2 separate regions of the Ovis aries genome follow, and region 2 is linked to region 1. Evidence: chromatin contacts called from public Hi-C data. All regions are on one chromosome and are shown on one strand. The core of a region is the stretch at or near the end of the contact, and the rest is flanking DNA. Distances in the headings are between cores, read along the strand shown.

The links. A called contact is a pair of places that touch in the nucleus more often than the background predicts.
Region 2: a Hi-C map of hypothalamus shows a contact between it and region 1, with 4 times the contacts expected there. The contact joins the enhancer-like site here to the promoter of ZNF572 in region 1. A contact is called at or near these places in 4 of 16 Hi-C or Micro-C datasets (hypothalamus, omental adipose tissue, skin fibroblasts and 1 more).

The regions. Positions count from the first base shown.
Region 1 is chr9:28,209,394-28,215,379 of ARS-UI_Ramb_v3.0, reverse strand. It overlaps ZNF572 (zinc finger protein 572), which reads left to right and starts at 2,123. Exons shown (of 3, transcript XM_042254142.2): 1 at 2,123-2,223; 2 at 4,453-4,561; 3 at 5,239-5,986. The coding sequence starts at 4,486.
Region 2 is chr9:28,246,310-28,252,697 of ARS-UI_Ramb_v3.0, reverse strand. It overlaps the pseudogene LOC105611789. Among named protein-coding and RNA genes, the nearest start is that of ZNF572, 36 kb to the right of the region's middle. Within about 2 kb of position 2,792, at least 11 of the 54 cell types and tissues checked have an H3K27ac peak or open chromatin away from gene starts, as enhancers often do. A contact at or near this core is called in hypothalamus, where this site is marked.

The DNA.
Region 1 (5,986 bases), core at 874-3,373:
GCACATATTCTCAGGCCAAATAATGCAGGGAGAAGTGGGGGGAGAGATGATGGGGAAAAAAAAAAAAAAAAAGGAGCCAAAGATCTGCTGAAAGCACCGGAAAGCCCACCACTGAAAATAAGTAATCCTCTGACCTGGGAAGACGCACATCATCACACCCAAGTCACTGTGGCTAAGGTTTGATCTCTTACTTAAGAGTCACAAATCTTGTAGGTGAGGCAAAGAACTTGCTGATTAGGACATCATGCTGCTTTTCATGACATGGCCTTGCCCCATTTGCAAATCAGGGATTCCATCTTTTAAACCACCTTCTGGTTTAAATATCCCTGCAAAGGATAAAACCTGACAATGGACAATTTAGTATGAGCTGCTCTGCTCATGTAATCAGATCAACAAAATACCATATATCCTGGGTGGCTTAAACAACAGAAATTTACTTCTTTATGGTTCTGAAAGTCGAAAGTCTGAGATCAGGGTGCCAATATGTGCCCGCACATGGTATGGAGAGAGAGGATGTGTGATGAGGGGAGAGGGGAATATCAATCTTTGGTGCCTTTTCTTATAAAGGCATTAATCCCATCATGAGGGTCCCATTCTCATGACCTCGTCTAGACCCAATTACTTCCCAAAGGCCCCACCTCCTAATACCATCACATTGGGTGTTTAAGTGTTTCAGCATGTGAATTGGGGTGAGGGACACAATTCGCACCATAGCAAGTACCAAGTTTATCTCTCAGACACATGAGTATTCCTGGACTGTGGAAAAGAGCAGAGAGGAGTTTCTTCCTCTTGGTGGTTGTGGTGGTGGTGGTGGTGGTGTTGATAGTGGCAGAGAATCAGCAGTGGTGGGGCACTTTTCACCATCTGAGGCAATTGGAAGGATGCAGGGAAGAAGGACTGGATTGGTTCCTGTTGTATAACAAGAATTTGGCTGGTCTTTGTCCCTGGGTCCTGGAAGTGAGGGGTTTCCCCGGTGGCTCAGTGGTGAAGAATCCACCTACCAATGAAAGAGACTTGGGAGACATGGGTTCAGTTCCTGGGTTGGGAAGGTACCCTGGAGAAGGAAATGGCGACCCACTTCAGTATCCTTGCCTGGGAAGTCCCATGGAGAGAGGAGCCTGGTGGGCTACCATCCATGGGTTGCAGTCAGACATGACTGAGCACATGCGCACACACAGGCTTGACAGGACTGACTGGAGTTGTTGGAGGACAGTGAGGAGTGTGCAGTGTCCCCTCAAAAGAGTGTTTCTAGAAGAAAGCAGTGTCAAAACTCCTGAAAGAGGACTTGGGAACCAAAAAATACTAATGTGCTAAGAACGCAGAGGTCATTGATGATCTTAGTGATTTATTGTTTTCTTTACTACAGGAGAAATGAGTTAAAACATGAGTGGGAAATCATAAAATGGAAACGTCAGGCGTTTAAAAATAAGAAAGAAACTGAAGGACTATTTGGGGATGGTGGTTGGGAGAGTTAGGAGTTTAGTTGATAGTGTACGGATCCCATGAAGGTAGGAAGGAAAGTGACCGGCAGTGGAGGGCTCCTTTAAAATGCGAAGGACCAATCCGCTGTTGTAATTGGAGGGAAGGAAGAGATGGTTGCAGTGAAGGCTTAGATTGATGTGGGGGAAATGAAGGGATTGATTTCTAGTTTCTCTGTAATGAAAGAGGAGAGTTTGTTTCACCAAATATTATTCATAACGTTGCCTCTATAAAACATATAAAACATAAAACAACAACGTAAACTAGTTGCTTTATATGTGGATGGATGCCTTCGCTCCCTGTTTCACAGATGGCTAAATATACCTCCCAGTTCACAGCGGTGGGAACAGAGTCGGCGCTTAACAAATACTCGCTTTATTTTAATTCCAGTGATGATGAGAAATCTGATGATGCCCCGATGGCAAGGAGAAGTATCAGCTCCAACCGGTCCCCTATTATAAGGTACCTGATAAATGTGAGGGATGCGAATCAAAGTCGGCAGACGTGTCCACAAGGAAGAGGAATACCACCGGCACACTCCTTCTTGTCCGGGACCCTAAGGGTTAAGATCAACGAGAGCCAGCCATCACTGTTTTCTAGAGAGGCTCCATCAAGCTCACTGTGGGAGAAGGGGGAACTTCCTGTTTCTGACTTCCGGGTTTGAGAGGTTAGGGCCCTAGGTTGGTGGAGTCAGAAGTAGAATGGACTCCTAGTCCCGGGCCTGCTGGGGATGCGGGGCGCCTTGTATGTAGCCCCCAGAACAGTGAGTTCCTTCTCGGGGAGGGGGACGGAGCCGAGGGTTTCGGGTAGGAGGAGCGGAAGCTGCGTCGCCCAGGCTGCAATGTTCATCCTGCAAAGGACTGCCGCTGCTGTGAAGGGCGAAGGCCCAGCATCTCCAGCAGCTCGGGCCACCGCGCCTCCCTCCCCCGCGACGTCCCTGGAAGGACCGTGTCGACTGCAGACGATCTGTTCCCCTGGAACTCACCGCAGTGTACCCGACCTGTGCTCCCAGCCGGCGCTTTTTAAAGCTAAGCTTCAGGCAGTGCGTTTTCTTTGGGAGTCTTTAAGCCGAAGCACTGCCCCGTTCCTAGTTACCTTTTTGCTCTAGGCAGTAAAAACAGCCTTTGTGGCGTGACATCTTAGGGACAGCCTTTTAATACCAACTGTGGCCTTAAGTTTGCTACTGTTGTGCTGAGCCAGTGTTCCTGAGGGCTCCTCTGTTACCAAAATTAAGTTTCTTAGCAGGGAAAATGGTAGCACGGGTATCTTACGTAGACTAATGCTTTTTTTGTAAGGACTGTGACAGAAGTATGTAACTCAGATGGTAAAACATATTCCATTTGAACAATTTTTTTTTTTCGTTCAGGTGTATGTTTTTTTCCCTACACAAACATTGGGCATACTTGTAATTTATACAAGTTTCATGTATATTGAAGGTGCTTTAGAGAATGTCAGTTTCTTTTGATATAAGGTCTAGGGATATAAATTGGTTTTCTAAAAATGCAGTCAATATATAAATTCCCTGGCAGACCAGTGATTAAGGCTTGGCACTCTCATTGCAGGGCCTGGAGTTCAATCCCTATTTGGAGAACTAAGATCCCACAAAGGCTTATGGTGCAGGCAGTAGGGGAGGTGCTGTTGATGGAAGTCAATATATTACAAAATAAAAGTCCTGATCATTTGCTGGTTGGAATTATGCCCAGTTTCTGCTTTCTTCTCTACTTGTTTACTATAATAGACAAGAGTATTAAATTCAGTGTCCAACAAATTTGGGACTGAATCCTGCTCTACCAAGTTCTGGTTGTGTGACCTTGGGAAAGTTTCTTAATGTCTGTTTTGTTCACCTATAACATTCTGGTACCTGTTTATACAAGGCTTTCCTGAGGGCTCAGTGGTAAAGAATCCACTTGCTAATGGAGGAGATGCAGGTTCTATCCCTGGGTTGGGAAAGATCCCCTATAGAAGGAAATGGCAACCCACTCCAGTATTCTTGCTTGGGAAATCCCATGGGCAGAGGAGCCTGGTGGGCTACAGTCCATGGGGTTGCAAAAGAGTTGGACATGACTTAGGAGCTAAATAACAAGAGCAATATTTTTATACACCTCAGGGAGCTCTTGTAAGAATTACATGAGAAATGTTATGTGTAAGGTATCTGGTTCACTGCATGACACATAATAGACAGTAATAGATTGAAAAGTATGTCTTTTATTTTCTATGTGTGTGCCTTCTTTTAAGCTCCCATTTTTCTTGAATTGTGCTATTTTTTTATATCCTGAAGTGGATGCCAAGTGCATATATAATTGCCTTCCAGTCCCTCAAGCAGGTCAGGGGTTGTAATTGGGTCCAGAAGATAAAGCTTAGGCTGAAAGGGATATTGTGATTATGATAGAGAGTAAGAGACAAGGAAGAGGTCCCTTGTTAGCCTCCCTTTTATATTTAGAGATTATTGGCTGTAATTATTTTAGCTCTACTTTGTCTGAATTTATTGTTACTAGTCAAGTAAATCCTAACTTTTGTTTTAAATTAACTTCAAAGGTTTCATCCTTCTGACAAGGACCCACTTATTCTTTGTAAACTAAACAGTTTCTCTTAGGCTGCTTCTTATACCTGCATATCGATTCCTGAAGTCTTACTATTGATGCCTTTTCCAAAAAACTACTTCAGTTTTTCAACCAAAAGTGTTTCTGAGTTCCAAGTGGACAGTATTAATATTTATTCTATTTTTAAACCTTGATCCTCTGACTTTATTGCAAAGGTTTAATTTTTAAATTATTTCCCTGGGAAAGGTAAATTGAGTTATAACTTGAATCTGAGGTTAGATTTTCTGAAAGGATTTCAAAAGCCCATGTTTCTTATGTTCAGTATGGTCCGCAGAACATTAAGTGCTTAACAGTTGTTGTGTTGCAGTGGTTGGAAGGAAGAAAGGAGAAATGTTAACAAATGCCTTTAAACATAACTTGCTTCCTTCTACAGGATTTCTGATCCCTAATCTGACTGATCATTGTGATGGAACAAGAGCAAAAACTATTGGTCTCAGATTCTAATGGCTTCACAAAGGAGAGTTTGAAAAGCACTATTACAGGTGAGAGATCAAGAAGATCTGAATCCTTTAGGAATTTAAGACATGCTGTAGAATGTATAGAAAAATCAGGGCATTAGAATGAGACAGACTTTAATTTGATTTCCCTGATCTGTCACAAGCTATTAGAACTCTTTTAGCTTCAGTTTTCTCATCTTTAAGAAAAGTGAATGATAATATCTGTCTCACATATTTTTTAAGATACTGATACACCATATGCAAAACTACCATTCTTAATAAGTAGTGGGTATCGTTGCTATTTCTTTGTTTGCCCAGAATTTAACTAATATTTTTGTCCAGCTTTTACCTCAGATAGTGTTCTTTCTCTCTTACCTTTTAAAGTCTTCTAGAATAAAATTCAGTGAACTTATTTTTATTAATAATTTGATATCTACCATGGCAATTGATGAGAACTGACCAGACACTTCATTACTGTTGTTATAAATACAAAAAATTCACCTGCTTCTGATGAACACATTGAGTAAAAGAAGTAAAACTAGCTGTAAATACTTTTTTTCCCCCCAACTAATAATTGTTTAATATTCTTCTGGAAACACTTTTAAAATCTAAAACATTTTCCTAGGTTTGAGTTTGTTATTCCCTCTCTTCCACTGTAATTCAGAATTTCTTGCCCCTGGCAGAGACTAGGGAATGTTTAGAGTATTTGTTTATTCCTGCAGGAGATGAAAGTGAGAATAATTTGAAAACTGTTCAGTGCAGTAACTCCAAGGCAGATAAAGAGAGAGCCTCAAAATGGTCTAGAAGTGATGGCCCAGAAAACTGTAAGGATGAAGACACAAAAGAAATACTGTTGACAGGGTCCCAAGGAGGTAAAACTGAATGTGATGATTCCTCTGAGAATGATAGCAACTTGGAGAATCAGGGAAATTGTACAGAAAAAGAGGAGGAACAACCCAGTCACTGGGGATGGAGTCCAGGAGAACATACTGGGCCTGCTGGCCAACAGAACCCATCCTTTGGGGACAAACCCTACAAATGTTCTGAATGTTGGAAAAGCTTCAGTAATAGTTCTCATCTTCGAACTCACCAGAGGACCCACTCAGGAGAAAAACCTTACAGATGTTCTGAGTGTGAGAAGTGCTTCAGTAACAGCTCTCACTTGATTCAGCACCTGAGAATACACACAGGCGAGAAGCCCTACCAATGTGGTGAATGTGGGAAAAGCTTCAGCAACACTTCCCATCTTATTATCCATGAAAGAACTCACACGGGAGAGAAACCCTATAAATGTCCCGAGTGTGTGAAGAGTTTCAGCAGCAGCTCTCACCTTATTCAGCATCACCGATCACATACAGGTGAAAAACCATATGAATGTCCGGTTTGTGGGAAATGCTTCAGCCATAGTTATGTGCTTGTAGAACATCAGAGGACCCACACTGGAGAAAAACCTTATAAGTGCCCCGACTG
Region 2 (6,388 bases), core at 1,543-4,042, 37 kb before region 1:
AGGCACAGTCCCCAGCCAGCATGACCAGCAAGATAGAGGTGCTTAGGGCACTGAAATTTGTTTGAGCACCACAGGCCGTGGACGAGAAGATGATTCTTAAAGAGGAGAATAACCAGGAAAAGATACTAAGGGACGGGGTGCTTGATGTAAATCACGAGCCAGAAAACATGCCAAGCGCCAATGGAAAGAGACCCACCTACAGCACTCTAAGCCATGAGGAAGACCTGGCTAAGGTGATCGTGCTCCAGGAAGTCACAGACAAGCAGTCATGGGAGCAGAGCCAGATGAAGGAGCACCTGGCTTCCCTCTCTGCCCACGTGACAGAGCTGGAGGCGGACCTGGACACAGCCAGGAAGGACCTCCTCAAGTCCGAGGACGTGAACACAAAACTGTAGCGGGACGTCTGCGACGCGGGAGAGACACGGCAGCATCGAGGAGAGGCTGCGCCAGATGGAGGCCCACCTGGAGGAGGAGAACAAGGAGCTGCAGCAGGACCAGCTGATTCTAAACCTGGAAACCCTGAGAGCTGAACTGGACCAGACGAGACCTCGAGGGGCTCCCTTCCACCACGGCCGACCCCGCTTGGGCAGCGCCCTGGACCTCAGGTTCCCTGTGGCGGACCGGCCGGCAGACTCCCCGGCAATGGGGCGGTGCTGCGGCGCCCTCAGAAAGGCCGGTTGGCCGCGCTGCGCGACGAGCCGTCCAAGGTGCAGACCCCGAAGGAGCAGAACTGGGAGCGCGCACAGCAAGCCAGCGTGCTGGCCAGCGTGGCCCAGGCGTTCGAGAGTGACGAGGGCGTGTCTGACGGCGAGGGCGACAGGGTCACCCTCTTCAGCTCGGCCACTCAGCTGTCGCCCAGCAGGCAGGAAAATGCCGAGACTCTGACTGTGATGCTGCAGGAGCAGCTGGATGCCGTCAACAAAGAGATCCGGTTGATCGAAGAAGAGGAGAACGCGGAGCAGCAGGCTAAGGGGACTGAGAGCAGGGAGGGCAGGGGGAGCTTAGGCAACCTCCGTCCTTTTAAATCAGTGAGCTCCCTCAACCTGCATCCCGCCTCCTCGCATGCCGGCTTCTGCCCGCCCAGCAGTGGGCGCGCCAAGCCCGGAAGGGGGCAGCACAGCCCGGCGCGGGAGGGAGACTGGCTGGGCATCACGCCTCTGGTATTTTCTTGCAGCTGCATGTAAATCCACAAGTATCTTGAAATATAGGGGTGGGATGGGGAGGGAGATGGCAGGGAGTTTCAAGAGGGAGGGGATATATGTATACCTATGGCTGACTCATGTTGAGGTTTAACAGAAAACAGCAAAATTCAGCAAAAGAAATTATCCTTCAATTAAAAAATAAAAAAAAAGAATAATGTGACCCAGGAATGGAAAAAGTAAATTGTTTACTTAAAAACAAAAATGGATAGATGATGTCACAGCCCAGCTCCAGACCTCAAAGAGTTTCCTGTCATACCTAGAATAAATCCAGACTATTGATCATGTCTAACAAGCTCTACAGGGTTTGGCCCCCTGCCTCCAATTTTACTTCCCACCTTACTCTCTTCCTTACTCTTTTCTTGGAACACAGGCATATGATCCTTTGAGTGTCCAAGCTTGTTCCTGCCTTAGGGCCTTTGCACTTGACATTTCCTCTGCTGGGAGCCCACTTTCCCCATATTTGCATGATTTCCCATCATCACTCAAATCTTGATCAGATCTGATCAAATACCATGCCTTAGAAAATCCTATATCAACTACTCTGCCCAAAATAGCACCCATAGTCTCTTTCTCATTTTTCCCTTGACAGTTTATTATGTATGGATTTACTTATTTGCATGTTTCCTGTCTCCCCAACTAGACTTCAGGGTCGATGTGGTAGGTTAGGGTAGGGTTCTTGCCTGTTCTATTTCCCACTGCAACCCTACAGGCATGGCACATGGGAGCTGCTCAGTAAATCTGTCAAGTGAATGAATGAATATAAAATGGAGAATTGATGTAGGTAAATGTTTGCTTTGCCACACATTACTCTGTACTGAGCTCTCCTTACATTCCTTGCAAAGCAAATCTGCTGAGGCGTGGGGGACTAATTTTTCCATAAATAGAGCTAGGTTTGAGTCTCACTCTGCCATGAGGGTGGCCATGTGGATCTGAGCAAATCACATCAGCCTTTTGTGTCTCCTTACTGCATCCGAAATGAGGATGGCCCTAAGGAGCCTGGGGATAAGAAGATGGCAGTATCTCTCTCCTAAACCCGCACCACCTCCTGGTTCCCTTCTCAGCACACAATACCACCGTCCACCCACTTGCCCAAGCCAGGAACCTGGATGACTCAGTCTCCGTGCCTGCCTTTTCCACTGCCCCCACACCCAAGCAGTTGCCAGGTCTTAACCAGTCTTCTCGTAAACCTCTCCCACTATTCTTCCACTGCTGTCTTTTCTCTAGTCATCATCTCTTGCCCAAACCATTGCAGTATCCTCCCTAATTGGTCTTCCCCTTATCATCCATACCACTGACGAAATAGCAAATCTGTTTTGCAAATCCGATTGTATCAGTTCCTTATCTAAAACCCTTAAATCATGCTCCATCACTTTCTGATAGACAGCAGATCCTTTACCTCAGCACTGATCTAGCACTGCTCATCTCTTAATCTCGTTGCCCTTCCCTGTAAGCTCCAATCACATGCTGAAACAAGCCCTTCTCAGTCCCCTCTCCCTGACTTTGCCAATGTTATTCCTTCACTCTGCTGCCTGGCACTTCCAAGACTGTCAGAGCCTCCGCTTAGCATCACCTAGTGGCAGCCCTGATTTGCCAGTCTGCTCAGCATCCCTCTCCACTTCCATGATAACCCACACCTGACTCGATCACAGCACAGGGCTTAACACACAGCAGGCCCTTAATAAATGTTTTTCAAATGAATCATTAGTTAATAAGAATTATAAAGAATATTACATGCAATTAATATTAAATGCAAAAAATCACCCATTTTCAGAGCTCTTTTCCAACCAGTGGGTGTTCTTGGCCAAAGAATGAAGTCTGGATTCAAAGAGTCGTGGGATCGAATCCCAACCCTGCCACCTACTAGCCGAATGACCTTAAGCCTTAACCTCAACGAGGAAAATAATGGGACTTCTACAAAGCGTTGTCACGGGCATTCAGTGAAATCAAGCGTGAGCAGCACAGAGAATAGGAAGCTTGGCACATAGTAAGCAGCCGGTATAGTATATTAGTATAGCTCCCTCTAGTGGTCTTGGCACAAGAAAAGGAGGAAAAAAAAAGAGAATCAAGAGGCACCAGGGGAGTAAGGATGAATGAGACAGTGGACACAGTGAGGTCTTGGTCTGAAGAGCAGAAAGGGAAGTGGGCAGGAAGCAGCCTGAGGGGGTGGATGCCACCTTTTGGGAACGACTAGAGCAGCTGAGATTGAGGGGACGGGATGGATGTTCCTTAGCCTGCCAGTGAAGCTGAGAGCACTGCGGTATTTTCCAGAGTTGGAAAAGGCAGAGAGTTAGGCCCATCTCCAGCTTGGGGCCATCCTATCTGAAGGCCGTTTCCCTGCCCTCCTTCCACCACGGCGTTACAAGCACCTGAGCGATGCTCAGCCCTGCTGTGCTGAAGGGTGAGCGCTGAAAAGGAAGTCCACAGAGGTCAGTCTGGGGCCTGTAAAGAGCCCTGGATTCAGCCTGGGTTACACTCTGAGTGAACCCATTATCAGCTGTGTAACATCAGCCTCCTCATTCAACTTTCCTGATCTTCAGTTTGCTCATCTGTAAAATGGGGATAAACTACCTACTTTGAAAGATTTAAGGGTTGAGATAAAGATGGAAAAATGTTTAGTGCAAAATAGTCCAAGTCGTAATTCCCTCCCTTCTCTCAACCAGCTTGCTCAGTTTTCGTTTAGTCTTAGCACCCTGACCTAGTATTTTGTAGAATTTACTTGTTTATTCTCATTTCTGTGTACAAGAGAACATGAACTTCAGGAAAGCAAGGACTTTGTTCGGCGTCTTTTTTGCCACTGTAATCCCAGCACTCAGCAATGTATGGATTGAATAAATGAACAAATGAATTCTATTCATTTAATCTCTTACACTAGAATGTAAGGGGGCTTCCCAGGTGACTCAGTGGTGAAGATCCCACCTGCCAACGCAGGAGACACAGCTTTGATCCCTGGGTCGGGAAGATTCCCTGGTGAAGGAAATGGCAACCCACTCTATTCTTGTCTGGGAAATCCCATGGGCAGAGGAGCCTGGTGGGCTACAGTCCATGGGATCACAAAAAGTGTCGGACACGACTCAGCGGCTAAACAACAAATAGAATGTAAACTTCATGACAGTAGGATTCTATCAGTTATTTATTGTGTTAAAATAAATTGCCCCAAGACTTAGCGGCTTAAAACAACAAGAATCATGGTATCTGTGGATTGGGAATTTGAGACGGGCTCACAAAGAGTTGGATATGACTGAGCAACTAAGCTCAGTATGGGAGGGCAGGTCAACTCAGGGTCTCTCGTAAGGTTGAACCTCAGATGCCAGCAGGGTTATGGTCATCTGAGAGCCTAACAGAGCCTGGAGGACCCATCTCCAAGGTGGCCCGTTCACGTGGCTGACGGTGGCTGCTGCTGTTTCCTCTCGCCGTGAACATTTGTCAGGCCGGCGTTGACTGCCTTCTTGACATGGCAGCTGGCTTCCCATGCAATCCAAGAGACCATGAAGGAAGCTGAAAATGCCTCTGTGATCAAATCTATACTCCAGGGCATTAGAGTCCCACGTCATCTCGCCATGCTCTGTTGGTCACACAGTCCAGTCTCAATTAATTCACTTGGGAGGAATCCATATGAAGGTGTGAATACCAGGAAGGAAGGGCCATTGGAGCCATCTGGAGGCTGGCTACCACAGGGATAGTTTGTCAGTGTTACACCCGTGCCTGGATACCTGGTCGGCATTCACAGAGCATGAGTTGAGTCTAAAGGGCCATGTGTGTTGCAGTGCTAAGCATCACAAGGAACTCAGACCCTGCCTTCAAGGAGCCGGCCTCCTAGTGGAGGAGGTAAGATACATAAAGAGACCTGTATGACTCTGTGTTCCGCAGAGGGAGATGGTCTAAAAATTCCAGGAAGGTGTCTTAGTCTGCTGCAGGCTGAGATGAGGAAGAGTTCCTGGAGTGGGTGGTGTGGGCAGAGTTCTGAAGCATGAATTGAAGTATGCAGGGGAGAAATGAAAGGAAAGGCCAAAGAAAGAAAGGGAGGCAGGAGGAGGGTGAAAACAGATACATCAGCAGAGGCATGCGTATTCCCCTTTTATATCCATCAGACTTTCATTTAGTGCCCTTGCCTATAGTAATAATACACAGCATTGTGTGTGTGCTTCTAGTCAACACGTGTGAAGCGCCACCCAGGGAGCAGGCTCCATGCTAAGTGCAGGGAATGCAAAGACTAATAATGTGGATGGCTGTGGTTCGTGAGCAACTAAGAACGTGAAAGGATAGGGCAAAGGCATGTGCCTTTGAAAGTACAATAGTTTGTATTATGATTGTTTCAGAGTAGTATAAATTCCTAGAGGCATGTGGCAAGACTTGGAGGGCTAAAAGGGGTTGATATTATAGACATTTGGAGGAAGAACCCGCTGAGAAAATCTGAGACCAACCTGATCCCATGGTCAAGAAAGATACCTTTTTTTTCCCAGACTGATTCAGTCTCTTGCAACACCTTTCCTGCATGCCTTCATCACCCCCCACCCCCGAGGGGTTCAGGGGAAAGATGGGCTGGAGCGGTGGTGTGTGGCAGGGGAGTTGTGTGGGGGTCTGGACATCCCATTGTATTTCCCAGGTGGCAGTAGTGGTATAGAACACTCCTGCTAATGCAGGAGACTTATGAGACCTGGGTTCGAGCCTTAGGTCGGGAAGATTCCCTGGAGTAGGGCATGGCAGCCCACTCCAGTATTCTTGCCTGGAGAATTCCACAGAGAAGCCTGGCAGGCTACAGTCCTGGGTTGAAAAGACTGTAGGGTTGGAAAGAGTCAGACATGACTGAAGGGACTTAGCACTGGTGTCCCATGTGGCACGTCCCACTGCATCATGGACAGATTCTAGTCCCACAGACTCCTGAGGATTCGAGAAGTTTATCTACTTATTTATTTTGGATATTTCTTCATTTAGCTTCTCCAGTCTTAGTTGTGGCACATGGGACCTTTAGTCTTTACTTGTAGCATGTGGAATCTTAGTTCCCTGACCAGGCATCGAACCCAGTCCCCTTGCATTGGAAGTTCAGTCTTGGCCATTGGACCATGAGGGAAGTCCCCACAAGGAATTTAGAACCCAGAGGACTGCAGCTAGTTCTTCCCACCTCCCCTGAGCTCCCCATGGCCTCAGGGCAGCCACTCCCCAGGCTCTGAGGCTCCCCTCCCGTCCCC